3 separate regions of the Sus scrofa genome follow, and regions 1 and 2 are each linked to region 3. Evidence: chromatin contacts called from public Hi-C and HiChIP or PLAC-seq data. All regions are on one chromosome and are shown on one strand. The core of a region is the stretch at or near the end of the contact, and the rest is flanking DNA. Distances in the headings are between cores, read along the strand shown. Region 1 overlaps ATP9B (probable phospholipid-transporting ATPase IIB). Region 2 holds the start of NFATC1 (nuclear factor of activated T-cells, cytoplasmic, calcineurin-dependent 1). Region 3 has its middle 69 kb from the start of NFATC1.

Region 1 (3,101 bases), core at 131-2,630, 88 kb after region 3:
TGTGTCTGCTCTCTGGCCCCTGGAGCTCCAAAGCCCTGCCCAGGCCTCAGCCCGGAGCCTTTTGGCCTCGAACCCAGCTCTCCCTCCAGACCCAACCAGCCACTGCACCAGGGGACAGATGGCAGAGCTCAGGCAGCTGGAGGAGGGGGACAAGGGGCGATGTAGGTCCTGGCCTCCTTGCAGGGGTGCCCGCCTCCCTGGAAGTGGACACCACATGTCCCATGGTGGCCAGTGGCCCTTGGTGGGAGCCTCAATGGCCTGGGACCAAACCCAGATGCTGCTGGCAGAGAGGACAGGTGGTGACCATCCACATCCACGAGTGTCCTTGAAGGGCCCTGCCACACGCAGGACTCAGCTTCTGTGGCCTCCTGGGAGCCAGGATCCTGATAGCCACCAGCAGAGCAGTCCTGTGGCCCCTGTCCAGGTCGACTTTAGGGGAACAGACCTTCAAAATGCTGAAAGCATTTGTCTTCAAGGACTGTGCCACTCAGGCTTCATCAGGGCAAGTGTGGGGGCCTCTGCCTCGAGGGTCCCACATCCTCAGGGACCTTGCAGGGACCTGGCTGGCATCCCCCTTTCCAGCTGAGGCCAAGAGGTGAGGGTGGGTGGGCCTGGAAGCCATTTCCAGGAACAGAGTTGGAAAACAGCATAGGGGTGGCGGGTTCCTCTGTCTTTAAAATCATGTAGCTATAAAATTTGGAAAATTCTGCTATTGAGTGTTTTTAGATTCAGGAAAAGGGATACAAGATCCGGTCCTTCTGGGCCCCCCGGTTCCGCTCAGCCACTGTCTGAGACTTAAGGACAGAACCTTCCAGACTCACCTGGAGCCTTCCTCCATCAGGAAGGGGGCTGTGGCCCAGGATGGGCGGGGGAGGTGGGGCCGGCTGGCAGGTCTCCCTGAAGGGATTAGGAGCCACATGGCTGTTCACAGGGGAAGGCGCCACGTATATCCAGACGTCCGTGGGTGCAGGCAGGTTATTCCAGGTGACAAAGTCCAGGTCCTCGGGGAACCACACTTTCTGCACTGTTCCAGCCCAAGGAGACAGACACCCTGATTCCTCAGCAAAGAGGAAGCAGCCTGGACCTGCTGCTGCCACGCCGCATTTCTGAGCTTCCAGCACCGCCTTCTGGAATCGCCTGCAATTACAGCTGCTGCCAGTGGCCAAGGCGTTTCCTGTTTATTGGTGCCTGCAGGAGCTGGAGGAGCAGGGCCTGCTTGGTCCCAAAAAACCCGCGACCTGGGGCCATCAGGAAAGTAGCTATGGCACCCCCTTCCTCGGGTCACCAATTGGTGTCACCTGCCTGTTTTGCCCTGGGCCCATCCCAGCCCCACTCCAAAACTCAGGCCACATGCTCCTTGCCCAGCTCCCCACGGCCAGAACATAGGGACACTAGGACAGATGAGGATTTAGTGGAGAGTCAGGGAACCCAGCACAGCCCCTCCTGTGTGGACGCCAACTGCTCCAAGTGGAAAATGATTCCAAGATAAGGAGCTTTGGGAGAGAACATGCAGGAAGGTCCCACCAGGGTATGGACCTGCCCAGACTGGTGGGCGGCCTCCCAGCAGTCCAGGCTTGGCTGTGAGGGGGACACAGGACTGTCCAGAACAGGTGTTAAGGGAGCTGAGGGCTTGGCAGCTGCAGGCCTTGCGGGGTGGACCTGGCCACGGGGCCAGGCAGAGCTGGGAAGGACCCCTCCCACCTTGGACTGAGGACACTCCAGGCCTGCCCTGCGGCCCCCTCGCCAGGAACGGCATGCGTGGTCGCCTTGGAGAGGTGGCGCTTCAGGGGAACAAAGCCTGACCCTGGCCTGAGGGCACTGGTGACCCTATCCCCCCATGTCCCCCCAGATCTTACCTGCATGGGGTGGGGATGTAGCCACGGGCCAGGTCACTTAAAACTTCACAGAGGCCAAGTCTCTCCCCCTCCTTCATTGTTGGTCTAGGGTTTTCTTAGGTGTCAGATGACACCTGACATCACTGTCCCAGGATGGGGACACGTCCAAGCACTGGGCCCTGGGTACTGAGGTCACCCAGGGGGCTCGTGTCATGAACTGGGAGGCCCACAAGACAGCGACCCCTGAACTGTGGTCCAGCCAGGCTGAGCGCCCGGAATGTGGCTGCGTTCCTGGGGTTGGTGGCACCACCCACCTGAGAACCTGATTCTAGGCCAGGCTCCTCACACTTGCCATCCACGTTGCATCAGTCATGTCTCCTGACCACCCAGCTGAGTGTCCTCTACTGCCTGTGAACATGTACAGACCCACACACACCCTCCCACTGACCTTGACCTCATGTTTCTCTGCCTTTATCACACTTGCGGAGGACAATTTCTCTCTCTGCGTGAAATGTCCAGGGACTTCTCAGGGCAATGGGGCTGGCACAGCCTGAGCCCTCCTCACCCGCCACCTCTTCCCCCACCGTATCAGTTCTCCCAGAGTCCCCTCTGGGGCTGAGCAGTAGCTGCTCCCTTAGGATGCAGGTCCATGCAAACCAGTGGCTCTGAGAGGTGCTGCAACAGCGACACCTTGTGGGGGGTGGAGGAACGGCCACCAGGAAAGGTCCAGGTGGGCCAAGGAGCAGATCCTCTGCCCACCTCCATCTGCGGCTTGGGGGGGCCTGGGAGGAGCTGGTGTGGGACCACAGACCCACAGCCTGGAGCAGCCCTTGGGTGGAGAAGCCCAAAGTGCCCAGAGACTCCCCATCCCCTGGGAGAGCAGGTGCCCCGAGAGTCAGCCCCAGAGCCGCCCCGGGTTGTCCACAGCACAGCAGCCTGTGCCCCAGCCGGGAGACAAGGCAGGCTTCCCACCCAACATCAGGGAGGCGCGTGGTGATGACTGAGTACCAGGCAGTGGCATATGGACATGGAGTGGCTGGGAGTCTAAGGGTGACATTACAGATGTAAAAGAAGCAGGCTCAGAAACAGGCTTGGCCAACAGTGGGGCCTGAGCAGCATGTGGCTACAGTGCATACTCATCTCTCTGTGCCACGTGGCTTCTGTGGGCCTGAGGAGCGTGTAAGCACCCTTGGGAGGCATGAGGGTGGCAGCACAGACCCTGGCTGTGACAGCATCTAGACTTTATTTGAGTTAAGAAGGAATGAC
Region 2 (3,449 bases), core at 226-2,725, 69 kb after region 3:
ACGTCCCCCTCGCGCCTCTCTCAAAGACATTTGCTGAATGGACTGAAAAGGGGGCTGGATACCAAGGGAGAAAGTCTTTTGGTGTAAACAAGTCCGGAAGCCGGGATCTGCCACAGATAGCCAGTCCCGAGCAAGTGCAGAAGGCCTCCACTTCCGGCCCCAGATCTGTTCAGACAACTGCTTTTCTCTCCCACCCTCGCCACCATGGTCCCCACTGACCCAAAGGCCTGGAGACGCACAGCCAAGGAAGAGGAAAAGGAAGACACTGGGGGGGCACGGGTTCAGGCAGCCTTAGCCTGGTTGGAACATTTATTTTTTTATAAACAAGCAAGACATTACACTTTTAAAAGAAGGGCGGTGAATGATATGGAAAATATTATACAGTCACTGCAGAAACGGGCGCCTGCCGGTGCCAAGTGTGCTGGGCTCAGCTTCACCATTTCACCGCCACGTGGGGAGGGACAGAGAGAAGATCTTGAAGACAGAAACAGAAAGGAGGCCCACAAGGGACAGAAGAGACAGGTGTGGGGAGAGCCAGGCTGCAAGGAGGGGGCTCCTGGTCCCCTTCACTCACTCGGGGTGGCCGGTGGCCGCAGGCCCAGACTGAGTCTTCCGGTGAAAGTGGGGGTGATTGCTCAATGGTTCTTTCTTTTTCAAAAGCCTGCACCCTGGGGGGCCGGAGGAGTCCTTTATCTGTTGTTTGTTTAGGGGAACTTTTATTTTTTGACAGAGAAGAGAAAATTAAAGAAAGAACAGTGTGGCACCCTTGGGGGTCCAAGGTCTCAGAGGCTAGCTCCACTGTACCATCTCTTGATGGAGAGAGGCTTTGCCCTGAGGACACGGGGAGCAAGAGGGGGAAGTCTTGGGGGCCTCATGGGCCAGACACACTCTATCCTTTGGCTTGAGCAACACCCCACCCTAAAGAGAAGGCCCCTCCTGCGGGAATGTGGTCAGGACTCCGCTCTAGTGCAGCCCTGAGTCTTCCTACATGGCTGGGGGGGCCGACCCCAAGGGGGCCTCCCCCACCACTCCCACTCGCCCCTCAACCTGACCTGTTTTAATCCGGCGAAGGGTAGGGCGGTGGGGAGACTTTGGGCGCTGCCCCGACCCCGGGGCCGCGGACCTGGGTGCCGCGGAGGTGTGGGGACGGGAGAGGGGGTGCGCCCCGGGCAGAGGGGCAGGGGCCCGGCGCGCCTCCAGGCCGGCCCCTCCCCACCCGGAACCTACCCGCCCGACCCCCGCGCCCCCAGTCCCTGCGCCCCCGCCTCGCGCGGACCCACCTGCGGTGGCCCCGGCCGCGGCGGCGCCCTCGTCGCTCTGGTTAAACTCGAAGAGGAAATCAAAGTCGAACTCCTGGTCCTCCTCCAGCCCCGTCATGGTGGGTCGGGGTCGAGGGTCAGGAGGTCAGGGTCGGGGTCGGAGTCCGAGGTCAGGGGGCTAGGGTCGGGGTAGAGGGTTGGGATCCGAAACCTAGGGCAGGGGTCCCAGGTCAAGTTCAGGGTTGGATTCAGGGTCTTAAGTCTTGGCGGGGATCCGGTACCTGGTCCGGGTCCCGGGTCGGGCTCTGGGCTGGAGTCGGGTGAGCTCCGGAGTCTGGGCTCAGGGCGTGGTCGGGGTCCCGGGTTGGGTCAGGTTGGGGTCTAGTATGGGGGTCGGGGTAGAGATCCGGTATTGGGGTCAGAGTTCCGGGCAGGGGTCCCGGGCCAGGATCCCAGGTTGGGGTCCGGGATGGGGTCGGGGTCCCCGGCCAGGACCCCGGCGTGGGGTCGGGGTCAGGATCTGGGTTGAGGTCCGGTCGGGGTCCAGAGTCGGGTCCCCGGCCGCGGGCACCTGTGGTCGCGCCGCCCCGGGCTCGGCTGCGCCCTGCGCTCGGCCGCGCGTCCTCGGGTAACGTGACTCCCGCCCGCGCCCCTCCCCCCGGCCCTCCCCCGCCGCGCCCCTCCCCCCGCTGTTTCCGGGTTTACATAAACAAGCCGCTCGCCGGTCGCCGGCTTCCGAGTTTTAAATAAACTCTCCCCGCCAGCCCGAGCGCACGCCTCTCACTAGTGTCCCGGCTCTGGGCAAGCCCTTCCCACCCGCGCCCGGGGACCCCCAGGCGGCTCTTGGGGTCGACAGCCCCACTGCGAGCGAGACCCTAGAGTGCGCCCCGCCCCCTGAGTCTGCGCTGGGGTGGGGGGGATAGACGTGCGCCGGAGGCGGGGGCGTGGGGGGGGCACACGGAGTCTGGCCACTTCCGTCCGCCCCGGGGCCTGAGCGCCCCTGCGGCCCGAGCCGGGTGGGCAGGAGCTGGGGCAAGACAGCCGGCGGTCGACAACCCCCCTCCCCGCCTCCGGCAGACTCGCCCCGCTGGGAGCTCTTCGTGAAGCGCGCTGCCCCGACCCCGGTCCGGGGGAGGCGGGCTCGCTTGCCTCACCCGCAAACAGGCGCAAAGATCAATACCTGCGTCCCAATGAGCTGCTGACGCTGCCCCACTCCTACTGAAGGTGCCTAAAGGGGCCTCCTGCCGGCCAGGCCCCTTCTAGGAGCGGATCGGCCCGACTGGGCTGCTGCCTAGTTTGCAGCGCGCACGTCCTGCCGGAGCCCGGCAGCCTGGGCCCGGAGAGGAATTCCCTGGTAGCAGGGCTCGCTATCCAAGGAGCACTGGATTCCCCAACCAGCTGCAGAAGAGCAATGAACACAGAAAACACCGTTTTCCAGCCCCCACAGTTAAAGATGCCCAAAAGGGTCAGGAAAATGCGAGGCTCCTAAGAACCCACAACGCTGTCGCCTTTACATATGGAACCGGTGCTGCCGCTCACGCCTGGCCACGTGTACGCGCGGCCTTTTACTTGCAGTCTGGTGCCTAACTGGCAACCTCCTTTTTTGTAACGCGTTCTGTTTAGTCCTTCAACTTCCTGAAACACCGTACAAACGCCTGTGCGCACAGGTGGCCTGCCAGTCATCCGTGAGTGACTCCAAAGCTTTCACGAGTTGAGCGAAAATAGGAAGAGCGGGTGGGGGGTAAACCCAAGGCCAAGGCAGAGAGCAGCTCTGCAGCAAAGAAGGTATACAAGCCAGGCCCGGCTGAGCACCAGCCCTATCCATCTTCTTTCTCCTAGCTGTTTGTTCTAACTTCCCCAGGGTCTTGGCACCCCAGGAAACCAGTATCTGGATAGCAAGAGAATGATGGCCAAGGCCCCTGTGTGAAACCGAGGATCATGCAAGTAGGGGGAGTGGAGCAGGAAAGGAGGAGGGCCGCAGGAGTGTCCATTTTTGCAACTCTGCTGCTAATCAAAAGGTGTCCTCTGCTCTATCCTGCAGGCCCGCTGCCCCCCCCCCAACACACACACCCAGGGTATTGCTTTTTCCAGAAGCAGATATAACCTGTGAGCCACATGACCACCCCCCTAAAAAATTTTTTCCTCTCATGACCCTTTTCAAATGGCTGCTTTTCTCCAGTGATAAACTAT
Region 3 (3,454 bases), core at 297-2,796:
TTGCTCACACTAGACTTCTGCACAAGAATCTTTGCTCTCTGCACTTCTAGTGCGTAGAAAAGTTCAACAATCCAGCTAAGCCTTGGTAGAACAAAAAGACTGTGTTGAAATCAGAGCTGGCAGAGCTGGTGTCTGTGATTCTGTCACTCACCAGCCGTGAGTCTGCGCAAATAGAACAACATTCCTCTCTAAGCTTCAGCCTCCTTCTTTGTAAGGTGGGGTCACATTGGCAGTTTTGCCCACCCACAGGATTGCTGTAATGCTGAATATGCAGAGACTGTATGTAAAAGTCACTCCGGCCATACAGCAGACTATGATTGCTGTTTGGGTTTTCCGTTTGTTGGTAATGATGTGTCACGTCAAAAAGGGACCACTTTTTCAGCTCTGATGGGAAGACATGACTCCAATACCAATCATCCATGCTCTCCTCTGCTGGACTTGACGGACAACCATGAGCCGGTCACTCTCTTTTCCTTGGGCGTCCACACAAAGAAGATACTTTTGTGCAGGAAGAGCGCTTAGAAGAGCCACAGCACTGGCTGTCCCCTTGCACGCCAGGTGGGGCCTGGCTTGAGTTACAGGGTCCTGGCCCTTTTGGGAAACACAGTCATCCAACACATGTAGACAGAGCCCTGCACTGCCCTGGCCACCACTCTCCCCTAAGAGATGCCCAGTCGATGGTCTGTCAGCTCTGGGCTTTTGAATGTGACTCTTAGGCTTCTGAAAACCCTTCTTTCTGGCTTCCTGTTCTGGGGACAGAGCATAGCAGTGTGCAATTTGCTGGCTCATAGATCTGAAAGGATCTGTCAAGTGCCCTTGTTCTTAAGTGAAGAGGCACTTTGAATGCACAGCATCAGAGAAAGAAAATACAGAGACTAGGCCAATGCTGTACAGTTTGGTCTGAAACAGCGACGGGGCTGAGTAATGTGCCTCCGGGAAGGCACATACCCCCCGCAGGAGGACACGGAGGGTGTTCGCACAGGCCTGACATGCGCACACAGTGCCACCTGACTATCCACAGACTCACCCGCAACATGAGGGTGCAAGCACCCCAAAAGCTCGTGCTGCAGCACGCACCCACATCTGAACAACCAGTTCCCTCCTTGGTCCTCGGCCACCGCCTGCTCGGCACTAAGTAGACGTTAGTGGCGGGACCTGTTCCAGCTCTTCCCTCTGTTTTCCCCGACGCCACCTGTTCTCTCCCTCAAATCAATATCAGAAAACTCCATTTAAAGAAGGAAATGAGCTAAGACTGGGATTAAGGGAGAAGGTTAATATTAGCTGAAAGCAAACCACCAAATTCCCAAGTGCAGAGAAAATAACTGGACTGCAGAAACCCTGATGAGAAGTTCAGAGCACCTGATGCTCATAGTCATGTCTACATGCGGCAACTGGGAGGTGCCCAGGGCCCAGACACCTAAGCTGCAGTGTCACATGAGCTGCAGGAGGATGGTGCTCAGACGTCACGGCCCAGAGAGCTGCGTCCCGGGGGGCCAAGTGCAGCACCCTATTTATAGAGGCCCTTACTCAGCGGACATCTCAGTGCCGCTGCTGGTCCACCTCTTCCTTCACACAGGGGCGGGTCCTAACGAAAGCACACACCCTCCAGGATAGCAGAAAGGCAGTGCCTGTTGCTCCCCCGGCAGCCTAAGGCTGGTCACCAGATCCTGCCCGTTACTGGCTGACACATGGGTTCATCTAGACCAGGACTAAGATACTCGAGCCAAAGTCTGCATATTGGTTTGAGCCACTTGGAGGCACAACATCCCTGGACACTGGGCTCCGTGTCTGGGCAGACAGACGCTGGCGTCTTGGGAGGCGCACGCGGGACGGCCCTCAGGAGTTGTGTGCATGGCTACATGCCCCCTCCCCTCGGCTGTGCAGCAGCCGCGTCCCCAGCACTAAGCCCAGCGCACTCGGGCGCTCTGACTCTTTCCATCACCACTAGGAACGGGGGAGGCCTCAGCCCTGGGCCTGGGGCCAGGTTAGTAAAACTTTCCATGAGGAAAGCTCCTGTTCTCGCCCAGAGCAGCCCCGGCTCAGGAAAGGAAGGGAGACTGTGGGGGACTCACTGCCAGACTCAGCAGACACGATCCTGGCTGCCTAGGCCCACCTGCTTGTTGTTTTAATGACATCTAGACTTCTGGAAACCTGAGAGCTTAGGGGGCGGGGGGGGGGGCACTGAAAGGGCTGATTGTGGCAGGGGCCGCGGGCAGGGGCGAGGGGGCCAGAGTGGAGGGACAGGGGCAGGGGCAGACATCTCGGGAGTGATTCCTTTGGTTGCAAAGCTCAAAGGGAAGGTCTCCGTTTCAGCCAAACAGAGCCCCCTTTACATAAATCCTGGAATAAACTCTGAGAGCTTCAGAGGCATTTACAGTGTGCTCTCAGCAAACATATATAAGCCGGAGCGTGTCCCATGGCCACAAGCCACTGTGTGCATATGCGTGCACTGCCCACATTTATATGGAAGTCAAGGACAGCTCGTCACCAGGAGGGGTGCTGCCCTGCTAGTGTGCAGGGCAGGTCAGAAAGCACGCGGGGAACTGGCTCACGGCATAGCTTTTATGACACGTTGAATCTAAACTTGAAATAAGTGAGGCCCATAAAGCTAAGTTTAAAAGAAAGGTACTCCGTGGCACTGCCACGATCAAGATGTCTTAAGCTTTATGAATACTGTTGAACCAAAGAATAACTTATAATTATAATTTTAATTTATAATTATAATAAAGTATAATGTATTATTAAATAAGTGATAATTGAAATTTATTTATGGGCTAAATATCTTTGAAAAACACCTGAGAGTAGAAACAGCTGAGGAACAAAGAAATCCTCTGAAGGAGGTGGGACTCATGTTGAGGCAAGTCCTGGGGCACCTGGATTGTTCCCTGGAGCTTGGAGGCATGGTCACTGACACCCTGAACAGAGGACCGTTTAGAGCACCGGCCACCACGGCAGCTCTCTGTGGCCCAGGCTCTTGGGCACTGGACAACATCCTGCCACTGCCTGTTTCATCCTATGTGCCTGGAAACAAAAACCCAAACGAAAAGCCTGTTCTAACTGCACACACACCCCCGCCCCCAACTCCTCCAGGCCAGCACCATTTAGCACTGTTAGCATCGCAGACACGCCTGAGGCCCCCAGTAGCAGCTTCGAAGGGCTGTTCCCTGGAAGCAAGTAGAGAAGACCCGACACAGAAAATAAGGGCCAGACTTAACCACAGCCCAGGCTCCAGGGACCAGCTAGTGCTGGTTGCAGGTGAAGCATGGAGGGACACTACCAACTTCTCACTGCTCACCAGAGTGAGAAGCAGCGGAGTGAGAATCGCAGTGCTGGGCAGGGCGCTCCTTTGCTCACGGGCAAAGCCTAGAGACCCCTCAGCAGTGTGTGGTAAGGGGCCTGCTTCCCATCTAGCCCGCTCCCCACCCCTGCACCCTTGGTCCAGGGTCCCTAGTCC

The links. A called contact is a pair of places that touch in the nucleus more often than the background predicts. HiChIP or PLAC-seq counts read pairs in DNA pulled down with a chosen protein or histone mark.
Region 1: a Hi-C map of skeletal muscle shows a contact between it and region 3, with 4 times the contacts expected there. The contact joins two enhancer-like sites. A contact is called at or near these places in 4 of 47 Hi-C or Micro-C datasets (embryonic fibroblasts, fetal liver, retroperitoneal adipose tissue and 1 more) and 2 of 2 datasets of contacts at active chromatin or transcription factors (alveolar macrophages and skeletal muscle).
Region 2: an H3K27ac HiChIP or PLAC-seq map of skeletal muscle shows a contact between it and region 3. The contact joins the promoter of NFATC1 here to the enhancer-like site in region 3. A contact is called at or near these places in 2 of 5 promoter capture datasets (fetal skeletal muscle and liver), 13 of 47 Hi-C or Micro-C datasets (embryonic fibroblasts, fetal liver, fetal skeletal muscle and 4 more) and 2 of 2 datasets of contacts at active chromatin or transcription factors (alveolar macrophages and skeletal muscle).

What each region holds. Positions count from the first base shown.
Region 1 is chr1:146,019,916-146,023,016 of Sscrofa11.1, forward strand. It overlaps ATP9B (probable phospholipid-transporting ATPase IIB), which reads right to left. Exons shown (of 30, transcript XM_013985712.2): 30 at 3,060-3,101. Among named protein-coding and RNA genes, the nearest start is that of NFATC1, 19 kb to the left of the region's middle. Within about 2 kb of position 1,381, at least 11 of the 83 cell types and tissues checked have an H3K27ac peak or open chromatin away from gene starts, as enhancers often do. A contact at or near this core is called in skeletal muscle, where this site is marked.
Region 2 is chr1:146,001,422-146,004,870 of Sscrofa11.1, forward strand. NFATC1 (nuclear factor of activated T-cells, cytoplasmic, calcineurin-dependent 1) reads right to left here and starts at 1,476. Exons shown (of 10, transcript NM_214161.1): 1 at 1,281-1,476. The coding sequence starts at 1,377.
Region 3 is chr1:145,932,030-145,935,483 of Sscrofa11.1, forward strand. No RefSeq gene overlaps it. Among named protein-coding and RNA genes, the nearest start is that of NFATC1, 69 kb to the right of the region's middle. Within about 2 kb of position 1,547, at least 20 of the 83 cell types and tissues checked have an H3K27ac peak or open chromatin away from gene starts, as enhancers often do. A contact at or near this core is called in embryonic fibroblasts, fetal liver, fetal skeletal muscle and 2 more, where this site is marked.